Regions from separate parts of the Zea mays genome. Here regions 1 and 3 are each linked to region 2. Evidence: chromatin contacts called from public Hi-C data. All regions are on one chromosome and are shown on one strand. Each heading gives the region's core, a stretch centred on a gene start, on an enhancer-like site or on the middle of the called end of the contact. The rest is flanking DNA. Distances are from core to core; before and after follow the strand shown. Region 1 has its middle 15 kb from the start of LOC103650525. Region 2 holds the start of LOC103650526 (probable mediator of RNA polymerase II transcription subunit 37c). Region 3 holds the start of LOC100280619.

Region 1 (3,709 bases), core at 108-2,607, 180 kb before region 2:
AATGAAAGGAAATGAATTGCATGCATAGAAACAAAAAATCGTATTTAATGTTTTATTTTCTTCATAAATATAGGATCCCTCCAACATCTATGCAGCTAAACACATTAGAACTAGTTTATGATATATGCTGATACAAATTATACTATACGGTGTAGTTATTTATGCAATTCGGTACATTGCGTAAAAAATCTGGCATGTTGTTCACTGGTGGACGCATCTCCGGGTTGGAGCGTAAAAAGTTTAAGTTTTGAGCATAAAATCCCTCAATTATAAGCGTAAATATCGAGCCAATGTGAGAGGTTGATAGCTCTAGTAGGTTGTTATTATGATCCTATTTTTATGCCAGATTCGAAAAACATGGCAGCCGCATGCATGCAGTTTCTATTTTTATACAGATCCAAAAATTATGGCAAAATCGTGGGAGTTTCCATTGCATGCGCGCAAATTACGAACAGCATAAATCAAGTAATTGCCTTTTCAATGTGCATGCAGTAAACTGATATACAAACTCCGTGTTCAAGCATAAAATCGTACAGTTTTAGCGTAAATAATACATGTGGTAGGCATAAAACACGAAAATCGAAAAGAAAACTGCGCCGGATCGGAGGATGTCACACACGATCATCGCTGCGCACATCTCGCGCTTTCAGTGACACCGCTCGCTCGAACATCACGCCTCATGCGTCACCGTCGCTACTCGCACGTCGACGGACGTCGCTTGCTCGCCGGCCTTGGAAGTGCCGCCTCCTTGTGGCCTCGGGGATGCCGGCATGCCGCCGCTTGCCCGCACAAGAGCCCCGCTGTCGCTCGCCCTCTGGATCGGGGAGCCGCCACCAACGACCTGGGAACCGCCGCCACTACTCCAGATCGAGGAACCTCCGCCACCGCGCGTCGAGGTCATGGAGTTGCGGCCACCGGCTGGGGTCCACCGCCGCACACGCTCTGGGGCAACCGTCGTCGTCGCACGTGGCGTCGCTAATGAATCGAGGTGGAGCGTAAAAAACAGAACCCTAGCACTCCGGATCATATTTTATAGACGTCCGGATGTGGTCCGGCTCGACCGGATTGCACCGTCCGACCTGGGCTTCCTCTAGTTATTGGAAGCACATGACTCTTAATATATATATATATATATATATATATATATATATATATATATATATATATATATATATATATATATATATATATATATATATATATATATATATATATAAAAGCAAACCTTATTCGGCCCGGACTTGAAATCACTTCGCTGGTCATTAGCCAACTCTCGCCACGCCGCGTCATGGGCCTTCCCACGCGGGCCGTCAAGCCTTGCGCTAGCAACCAGCCCAGGTCGTCCTCACTGCAGGCCGGCTGGTGCTACGCACAGGCACATTTGCTCACAAGCCGTCTTCACGTATACGTACGAGCGTGTCACACGGCCATGGGCCACAAAAGGAGAACGTCAAGACTCCACCAGCCACTTTCTTGCCGTGCCAACGCACGCAGAAGCCTGCAGCTTCATGGTGGAGTATGTCCGCCTTCGCGCTATAGTAGTTCACGTTTCTAACACTTTTGCCCTCACGTGGCACGACCATATACCACCGTAACTTTTCAGGGTCCAATACGAAATTCGATATGAATACACACAAATATATATAATTATACATATATTATCGAATATTTAATGTATAAAAAATATTATGCAATGCTTTTATGTTTATAAGATAACAAATATAAAATATAGCCAAAATACTTACTTGTTATGTGATATAATTAAAAATATCTTCTAACATTTTATGATAAAAGTTATCGCTTATATCATTGAGATCAGTCTCATCCAACAATTTTTTTTTATATATAGAATCGCCAAGCCATTTAACCCCCCTTTAGTTATTGTTAACCATAAATAGTTCACAAAAATATTTCAATTTTAAAAGCTTCTCTCTGCCGAAGCAACCATCATATATATAAACTATACTCTCTTTGTATCAAAATAGAATTTGTTTTGCTTCTTTAGTGGATTCATCATCATCAATATAAACATAAAAATCAAGAGCTAAAACAAATACTATTTTGTGAACGGACGGAGTATTCGATAAGTAGTTGAGACATTAGTTTAACAATATAAACGAGACTAGTCCATAACTCGATAGTGCATCGCTTTGCGTATTTGTGCCTAGAATAGATAGGTTTAACAGGAAAAAATGCTAGCGTCCAGTGGCTAGAGGGCCCTCTGTTTTTGGGGCCTAGTGCGGCCGCACCCTCCGCACCCCTCAGGTACGGCTCTACATATGGTATCACAAATTTTATCTTTATTTGCATTGTTCTTAAGCTTGAATGTCTCACTGAGAGCACCTAGAGGGGGGGTGAATAGGTGATCCTGTGAAACTTAAACTTATCGCCACAAAAACTTGTTAAGTGTTAGCACAATAATCGCCAAGTGGCTAGAGAGGAGTCTCAACAAAACACAATACCACAAGAAATCAAACACAGAGATGACACAGTGGTTTATCCCGTGGTTCGGCCAAGACCAACGCTTGCCTACTCCACGTTGTGGCGTCCCAACGGACGAGGGTTGCAATCAACCCCTCTCAAGCGGTCCAAAGACCCACTTGAATACCACGGTGTTTTGCTTGCTTTTTCTCAATCCCGTTTGCGAGGAATCTCCACAACTTGGAGCCTCTCGCCCTTACACTTAAGATTCACAAAGAAATACGGAGTAAGGGAGAAACTAGCAACGCACACAAGACTCAAAATCAGAGCAACAACACGCACACAAGTCGCAACAAGAGCTCGCAACACAACTCAATGAGTCCACAACTCAACAAGAGCTCTAGATGCTATCACAATGAACCAAATGCGTGGAATCGATGTCTTGGTGCTTAGGAATGTTGTAGGAATGCTTGGTATGCTCCTCCATGCGCCTAGGGGTCCCTTTTATAGCCCCAAGGCAGCTAGGAGCCGTTGAGAGCAATTCTGGAAGGCTGATCTTGCCTTCTGTCATCGGGCGCACCGGACAGTCCGGTGCACACCGGACACTGTCCGGTGCCCGATCTCCTTCCTTAAACAGCGCAGTCGACCGTTGCAGATCTGGGAGCCGTTGGCGCACCGGACATGTCCGGTGCACACCGGACAGTCCGGTGCCCCCTTCCGACCGTTGGCTCGGCCACGTGTCGCGCACGGATTCCGCGGCCGACCGTTGGCCCGGCCGACCGTTGGCTCACAGGACAGTCCGGTGCACACCGGACAGTCCGGTGAATTTTAGCCGTACACCGTCGGCAAATTCCCGAGAGCGGCCACTTCGCTCGAGGCAACTTGGCGCACCGGACACTGTCCGGTGCACCACCGGACAGTCCGGTGCTCCAGACCGAACAGCCTTTTGGCTGTACACAGCCAACTTTTCTCTGACTCGATTTCTCCTGTTTCAAGCACTTAGACACAATACATTAGTCTTCAAAACAATGTACTAAGGCTTAGAAACATACCTTTACTCTTGATTTGCACTTTGTCCATCCATGGGTATAGATTCACATTTAAGCACCTGTGTTGGCACTCAATCACCAAAATACTTAGAAATGGCCCAAGGGCACATTTCCCTTTCAATCTCCCCCTTTTTGGTGATTTATGCCAACACAACATAAAGCAACTAGAACAAGTGCAATATCACTTCAAATAAAAACTCAAATTTATTTTGATTCAATTTGGCATATATGGATCATCC
Region 2 (4,266 bases), core at 1,464-3,963:
GAGCAGTTGCTGCACCCTGGGGATCCTAGTGGAGCCACCAACAAGTACAACGTCATGGACGGTGCTCTTGTCCATCTTGGCATCCCTCAGGCACTTCTCAACAGGCTCCATGCACTTCCTGAACAGGTCCATGTTGAGCTCCTCAAACCTGGCACGGGTGATGGTGGAGTAGAAGTCGATGCCCTCATACAGCGAGTCAATCTCAATCGTGGTCTGGGCAGTGGAAGACAGAGTCCTCTTCGCCCTCTCACAAGCGGTCCTCAGCCTCCGGAGAGCCCTGGGGTTGCCAGTGATATCCTTCTTGTTCTTCCTCTTGAACTCCTGGACGAAGTGGTTGACCATCCTGTTGTCAAAGTCCTCACCACCAAGATGGGTGTCACCAGCTGTGGCCTTGACCTCAAAGATTCCTTCCTCAATGGTGAGGAGGGAGACATCAAAGGTACCACCTCCAAGATCAAAGATGAGGACATTCTTCTCACCGACACTGGTAGCCTTCTTGTCAAGACCATAGGCGATAGCTGCAGCTGTTGGCTCGTTGATGATACGCAGCACATTAAGGCCAGCAATCACCCCAGCATCCTTTGTGGCCTGCCTCTGTGAGTCATTGAAGTAGGCAGGGACTGTGACCACAGCATTCTTGATCGTGCTACCAAGGTAAGCTTCAGCAATCTCACGCATCTTGATAAGAACCATAGAGGAGATCTCTTCAGCTGCAAACTGCTTCTCCTCACCCTTGTGCTGGACAACAATCATTGGCTTCTCACCAGGCCCAGAAATGACCTTGAAGGGCCACAACTTGATATCACTCTGGACAGACGCATCACTGAACCTCCTGCCGATGAGACGCTTGGCATCTGCATATGAACCCAATCATGTCAGAAATGCATTCTAATACCATACAATTTGAAATGTAACACAACAACACTTCTGTTAACAAATACAAAACTTTGATCAATCAAATGATATCTGCTTATGTAACCAAGTATACCTAACTAATAAAAAACTGACATGAGTCAAGATACCAATAGCATAAAGGTCAATCAACAAACTCCAATAATCAGACTGATTTCAAAAAAAATACAACTTGCTAGCTAAGAAAAAACAGACGTCAGTTTTTTCAGTCATAATCACTTGCCCAAACAGATAATGTAAACGGGCATATAGTAACTGGAAGCTCATAAATGGTCAACCAGTGTCGCAAGATCCATTCCCCTTTGTTTTCTGCCATGTTTCGAGACACACAATCACGAAAAATGACTGCGAGTCAGATACCAAATGGCATTGACTGCAACAAATTACACACAGAAACACTTTGCATGCAATAAAACTCAAACTGGCAGTGCAATCTCAGTCGAAAGATGGTGATTTTTGCTGTACTAATCACAGTGGTTCAGGAAATTGTCTTGCATCACGGATTGCACATAAAAAACAACAAATACTATAGACTTCACAGAACTACTGCCGAATTACAAGTTACTATAAAACTGGCAAAAGTTTGCAATAAAATTGAAATGTAGGAGATCAGATGGTAGTGCATGATGTGATCATCACAGTGAATGCAGATATTTCCTATGTTATGACTTCATCACTTCTCCAGTAAAAATTGTACTACAACGTGAACGTTCTACTCAAGTAAATCTCAACCACATGCATGATAAAAAAATAAGAGCAAATAAATAGCAGTACAACATTTTTAAACGTTGGCAATCAAAGCAATGATTGATGTGCAGAGGTGCCAACCACCAATCATATAAGGTACAATCTAAAACTAGGGAGCCAATAGTTGTAGCTAAAGCAATATGATAAGATAATGAGAGATCAGATGGAGATGCATAATGTTGGCATCATAGTAAATACAGATATCTCGTGTGGATACAAATATCATCACTTATCCCATTACTTAACCAAATAAAACTAATGGTTTTCATTTTGTCATGGCTGGAAGAAGAAAAACCAAACACAAAATCGAAGGAAACCTAAAAAAACTCTTGATCTGCAGTTTCAGATTGAAAACCACAAAAACTATGATAGCATAGTTTTCCATCACTGGCATCAGTGGAATAAAGCGCTTGGGGTAATTGTTTCATCATCAATCTGCCAAGAGTTGACAAATAGTACTGCAGAGCCTTCGGACCAGTATTATATACCAAATAGGTGATAAAAAACAAATAGATCTAAAGCTACCATGACAAACAATAACAGATCTAAACCCAGCCAGAGGAAAAATAACTACGGAACTACTACAGATCACAGTCGCCTTCAGATCCAACCGATCTAGACAAAAACATAGCCAAACTAGATCGGATCTGAGCTACTTTTACGACAGAAACTTAAACATATCAAATCAAGCAGTAACGTAGATGGGTCGTATGGGTCAGACAAAACCGCTAGTCACGGTAAACAAAACGTATCCGAGCTAGGAAAGGAGTAAGAGCCTAAATGGTGGAGTGTACTCACCAAAGACGGTGTTGATGGGGTTCATGGCGACCTGGTTCTTGGCCGCATCTCCGATGAGGCGCTCGGAGTCGGTGAAGGCGACGTACGAGGGCGTGGTGCGGTTACCCTGGTCGTTGGCAATGATCTCGACGCGGTCGTGCTGCCACACGCCGACGCAAGAGTACGTCGTGCCGAGATCGATGCCGATAGCCGGGCCATCGCCCTTGCCGGCCATCTCTTCTTCTCACTCAGCGGTTGCGGAGCACGGGAAGGGATTGGCGGCGGCTGAGAATGGAGCAGGGGACTAGGGTTTCGAGAGGGCGAGAGACTGAGCCGGGCAGTGGCTTTTATAGGGAACAAAGGGCTCGTCGTCAGCGCGTGGGCTGTGGTGTTCTAGAATGTTCCTGGGCGCGTCGTGGGGACATCTGAGCCGTTGGCACGCGATCGTGTGAACGAAGGCGCATGGCGGCGTCTTTTCCACGGGCGCCTTTCGGCTATTTAAACGGCCTTTTTTTTCCTTTCTGGTTGCTTTCACGTGAGTAAAAGGAATCTTTGACGGAGGGATGGGTTGTGACCAGATCTCAGCCCAAGTCATATACCATAAGTGCTGGCCGGCCCGCTTACGCTTAGAACCAGCCCACAGAGACAAGCCTCCCTGATGAGTCATTGTTTCGATACTCAATATTCACCCCAATCCACGTGTAATAAAGTGGATTAAAGTGTAATTTAAACTAATTTACACTCTAGTTCACCTCAATACACATGTATTGAAGTAAATATGAGAGTATCTAAACAAGGTCTACATTGATGAAGAAACTCGATCAAACACCATACGAGCTCTTACAATCCCATGCATCCAAATAAGCTCTACGAGAAACTTAAATCTCCTTTGATTATATAGGGGATTTGAGTTTCTAAACTAGCCCTACAAAATTATTGCATTTTTTATCACATCGTTTGGAATAGACGTAGGTTCTTTTTGAAATAAAAAAATTGTGCATAAATGTAGGTTCTAGCTCTGAGCTTAATGGAGTTATGGAAGATGGAGTCAACAGAGCTCTAGGAGAAGTTGCAATTAAGACCAGCAAAAAAGTTGGATGAAACTTCTAACGCCTTGTTCCATTGCGTTTGAATTGAAGAAGATTAAATCTTTTTCTATTTATTTTTTATTAGGGAGGGATTTAATCTCCTTCAATCCCCTTTGATTCGGACACAATCAAACAAGTCCTAAAAAGTTTGACGAGTATGGGTAAAAACGGGACGTATACAGACGGATAGGGGCTCATCTTGTATCCTACCCTAATGTATTTCAATCGGATTCGGGATCATATACAAATAGTTAGAAACGGGATAGATACGGATACAGCGACCAGATATTTATTTGGACGGATAAGTGACGGATACATATGTTATTTGGTCGGATATCAGATACTTGTCGGATAATGCATGAGCTGCTTATCATAAAATATTCTTGTTCAGCCAGAAAATTGTAAATAAATTATCAAGACTAATAAACATTTTATAAGCAGATAACCTCAAGTCCCCACATAAAAATGATAAAGTAAAATATTGATTATGTTGAAACTTTGATACTTGAAGTGATTTTACGTGTAACTCACGCAATAAATAGAAGTGAAATAGAAGAAACGTTGACATCTTGTGCATTTTATGATCCCATTATTTTTATTGAGTATATGTGGTCTTATGTTGTCCCTATGTATAATTTCATAAATTTCTGATGCTATTTGTGCATTATTAATTTTTTGTACAGTAAATCATCAAAATGTAACTAAATTCACAAAACACTCTAGTTTCGACCGAAAATTGCAA
Region 3 (3,861 bases), core at 988-3,487, 250 kb after region 2:
AAGATAAATTTAAGGTAGATGTTAGCAAAATTCTACTTCACCCTGGTAACCATGTAGCAGAGAAAGCTAACGTGGCTTCGCTCCCTGTCTCCAACTGTACATCAGATCCAGATTATTGTTTTCATAATTCGATGGAGCTTCGCATATTTAGGGCGTGTTTGTGACCCTGTCCCTGGCCAGCTCGGCCCGTTCAATTGGTCCAGGCTGAGGCTAGCCTGTCCCGGCTACTGCAACTCACTTTGTTTGCGCACTTGTACCATATGAGCCTGGCTCAGACGAGCTGGTGTTTGTCACCCAATATGCAGCCAGGCTAGAAGGCCAAAACTACCTAAACGCGGAATCCTTGCGCCACGAGCAGCCAGGCTCCCAGGAAACGGACCTTGAGCTCGTTTCTGTGGAGCCAGGCTGAGAGGCTCAATTTGCACGCGCACAGCCTGGCTCCCGAGCCAGCCAGGCGACGCAAACACAGGAGTTGCAGCCCGGGAGCGCAGCCAGGCTGCTGGGCCATGGCGGCAAACACGCCCTTAGTCTCAAGGGGGAAAATAGAAGCAAGGTGATGTCATGTCGTGCTTTCGTCTTCGACACAATTCTGCTTTGTCGAAAGATGGTAAGACATGATGACGCCGACATCAGTCATCGGGGGATGTGATATCCGCAGCTTTTGCTTTAACCCTTTTCCTCTCGGGTAGAAGCAAGGTATATATGCCAAAAGAGCTACTAGGGCCGTGAATGAAAATGCTCCGTGGATTTTAAATGTCTCAGTTTAACGGATCTGGATTTTTATTCACACCCCGTTTGGATTCTTTCATTAGAGAATTTGTAATTTACTCAATAAAGTAACTTATTTAGTTTGGAATTTGATATTCCACCACTTCCCAAACTTCAGATATGAATCTATCTCAAATTCATAGTGTGGAGGATGGGAAATGATTTTATGCATTAGTAGAATTTATTTCTACTGTTTAACTTACATGATATTCTTCGTCTCACTTCTTTATAGTAAAAATATATCATATAAATATCTCTGATATCTTACTAATAATAATATAAAAATATATTTTACATAAAATCGAATTTGCTTAATTGATATATAACTAAATCACCATTATTAGAATGGAATTAAATTTCAATGATGCAAACGGGACGCCAAGGAATTTTGCAAGGAAAAAAAGGGCATTGTTCAGAAGAAATTATATTATTGTCGTCTGCAAGTGCAAGCGGATTTATCGATAAGCTCGTGAATGGGGAGCATTTTAGCTGATTTTTTAAATTAAATTTATTAGAAATGTAATGCTTTTATTAAAAAATATGTAATACGAATTTAAACTTGAAATTTTGCTTAAAAACCACCGGGTTACACGCGTCGAAGCCTAAGCTAACAAACACACGAAAGCAAAAAGCGTGACAAATAACGATTCAACGAAGCGGGGCCAGTGGAGCTGGACGTCTGTCTCGGCCAGTAGTCTAGCTGTCGGCGACGACGGTTCGGATGGCCATCTCGGCTTCGGCGGCAGCGGCGACACCGCCTGTGACGATGGTCGCCTGGCAGAAGACGACCTTGAGCTCGCCCGGCGCGCGGCAGCTCTGCGGCACGGGCTCCACGTCGGTGGGCGTGGTCCTGGTGAGCGGGCACCGGCTCTTGAAGTACTCCGGCGGGCCGCGGCACGCGGCGCCCTCGGCGGCGCGCTGCTGCGGGGGGCAGTCGCAGTTGAGGTCGACGGGGCACCCCAGCGCTGGGCACTGCCCGCCGCCGGCCGCCTGCGGGCTGACCACCACGGGCGCGTTGAAGCCGTCGGCGAGGCTGACGCTGTAGGCGGCCTGGTCCTGGTTCGTGCCGTCGTGGACGGTGACCTGCACGACGGTGGCGGGCGGCGCGGCGCCCGTCCAGCAGCCGGACGCGGCGGCGTCGCAGCCCGTGCGCGCGGCCACCCGGCCGGCCCAGAAGGTGGGCGGGAAGGAGAGGGTGAGCAGCGCGTTGGGGTCTAGTCGCGCGGTGTTGTCGGAGATGGAAGGGAGGCCTGAGTTGGGGGTCACCAGAGGCCACACCGGGTGAGGGCAGAGGTTGTGGATGGTCAGCGTGGTCGCCGTCGTGGAGCTGGCAGTGGCAGCGAGGAGAAGAGCGGCGAGGACGATGGCTCTGGCCATGGTCTTCTTCAGCCCTTGACAAAGCTGGTAGGCCCCTATAGCTGGTTGTGTAGTGTTATTAGGCGTGAGTTTGTGAATTGTGATGGCAATGACAAAACATCAGACAGCTCTGCCTGGCTTTTATAGGCGAGCTTAGTGATGCGACTAGCGTCCATGAGAAGGGTCAATAGAGAAAAGAACTTCAATGCTAGTAGTAGATTTGGCTACGGTTTTCAATATACTCCTACACGGGCTAGGATCGAAAACCGTTTTTTATCAATTCAAAAAAAAAGAAGAAAAGGACGGTCATAGCAAATTAGAAGCAGACAAGTTGGGTGGGTAAGGATATGGGCAGAGATAAAAGCAAGATAACAAGAAGCATTCTACCTTTACTTCTTTACCTACATTTTACTAAATTGATTCCATGTTTAGATGAAGCTGAGAAAAAGAGCACTCACGCTTAACTTTGCTCATATGCTCTGCGGCGGAGCACCAGCCAAATACAGTAAATATTACCAGTGGGTCTTCTCCACACCATGGTACAATTCATAAACCACACCCAACTCAATTTGCCTCTGCCACCAGCAAGAACCACTTCAAAGACCTATATAACTCTATCTCTGTTTCTTCACCCACACAGCTCCTCATAAACCGAAATGGAGCAGCATGTATGTAGATTACCAAAAACACGGTGGAAAAAGGCACAAACACGCGCTGCTCCGATAACACCGGGAAATAAACCAATGCACGCACGGACCTGACTTGTACAAATAGCGTGCGGTAGCAGACCGGACAGGACACATGTTTTGCCCCCAAAGCAACTCTTACAAAATAGACCGACCAAGAATGAAATGCAAAGACAATGCAAGCGGCCAAAGGGAAAAGAATGCTAGGAAATTCACAACCTACCAGCAGCAGCAGGGAGGATATGTCTGACATAAATGGACTTGGCCACCCTGATCGATACAAAAATAATCCTGTGACAACGCGATTCGAGCCCGCTCTTTCTTACTGGAGCAGCAGCAAGAAACTGCGCCTTTTGTCCCACGTGGCCATCTGACCAAACTTTGATGCATGGGATGGATACAGGGGAGGAAATGATGGGCCACATATCATAGGCATGCCATGCACAGGAATCTGTGAGCATGTCATGCGATAATAGAACCTCATCTCACCTCCAACAAGACATGAAGGTTGCAGATGCATTTGGCGAAAGTTAGTGGGCGGCCAACTTGAACCCTTCTTTTCCCGCCGAAGCGGGGCGCGGGTTGACACATGTACTGATGCATGAGTTAGTGGGGACCCTCCGACTCTGCTGTAAAGATGTTGGACTTCACCGAAGAGCAGGTCTGGACATGAAGCAATTAAAGACCCAGGCATGATGACATGTGGATGGGATGCAAGTGCAGACTCGAGACTCACTGTGGCATCAACCCGAAACTGCACGGCTGACTGCTATCCTCGCCCAATCGGCAGATTCTTTCACCAAAGGATCGTCTGATGCCAAGCATTCCTCTAAAAATGCCTGGCTTGAGGTGGATTGATTGATCAAAGGGCCAGCATGGACACCTAATGTGTCAGCCAGATCTCCCAAGACACCTATTGCAGTCTTCATCACAGTATCATCCCTGCAAAAGAGTCATAGCAACATAAGGAATTAGGCCAACAAAACAAATGGCTCATAAGTTAAGCAGCGGAGTTGAAGAATCAGAGTGTGAAGTTTTGACGTACATATCC

What was found. Hi-C and Micro-C count contacts between places; a contact is called where the count stands out from the background.
Region 1: a contact with region 2 is called in a Hi-C map of leaf, with 10 times the contacts expected there. The contact joins the enhancer-like site here to the promoter of LOC103650526 in region 2. A contact is called at or near these places in 3 of 25 Hi-C or Micro-C datasets (leaf and tassel).
Region 3: a Hi-C map of leaf shows a contact between it and region 2, with 6 times the contacts expected there. The contact joins the promoter of LOC100280619 here to the promoter of LOC103650526 in region 2. A contact is called at or near these places in 6 of 25 Hi-C or Micro-C datasets (ear, endosperm, leaf and 1 more) and 1 of 3 datasets of contacts at active chromatin or transcription factors (leaf).

Annotation. Positions count from the first base shown.
Region 1 is chr3:127,726,939-127,730,647 of Zm-B73-REFERENCE-NAM-5.0, forward strand. No RefSeq gene overlaps it. Among protein-coding and RNA genes, the nearest start is that of LOC103650525, 15 kb to the left of the region's middle. Within about 2 kb of position 1,358, at least 17 of the 20 cell types and tissues checked have an H3K27ac peak or open chromatin away from gene starts, as enhancers often do. A contact at or near this core is called in leaf and tassel, where this site is marked.
Region 2 is chr3:127,904,375-127,908,640 of Zm-B73-REFERENCE-NAM-5.0, forward strand. LOC103650526 (probable mediator of RNA polymerase II transcription subunit 37c) reads right to left here and starts at 2,714. Exons shown (of 2, transcript NM_001319757.1): 1 at 2,458-2,714; 2 at 1-854. The coding sequence starts at 2,671. It overlaps LOC111591276 (small nucleolar RNA Z195/SNORD33/SNORD32 family), which reads right to left and starts at 1,596; the gene lies at 1,516-1,596. It overlaps LOC111591214 (small nucleolar RNA Z194), which reads right to left and starts at 2,099; the gene lies at 1,998-2,099. LOC111591227 (small nucleolar RNA F1/F2/snoR5a) reads right to left here and starts at 1,284; the gene lies at 1,145-1,284. It also overlaps LOC111591277.
Region 3 is chr3:128,151,820-128,155,680 of Zm-B73-REFERENCE-NAM-5.0, forward strand. LOC100280619 reads right to left here and starts at 2,238. Exons shown (of 1, transcript NM_001367136.1): 1 at 1,282-2,238. The coding sequence starts at 2,145. The coding sequence ends at 1,465. It overlaps LOC100381984, which reads right to left. Exons shown (of 3, transcript NM_001361569.1): 2 at 3,856-3,861; 3 at 2,558-3,752. The coding sequence ends at 3,554.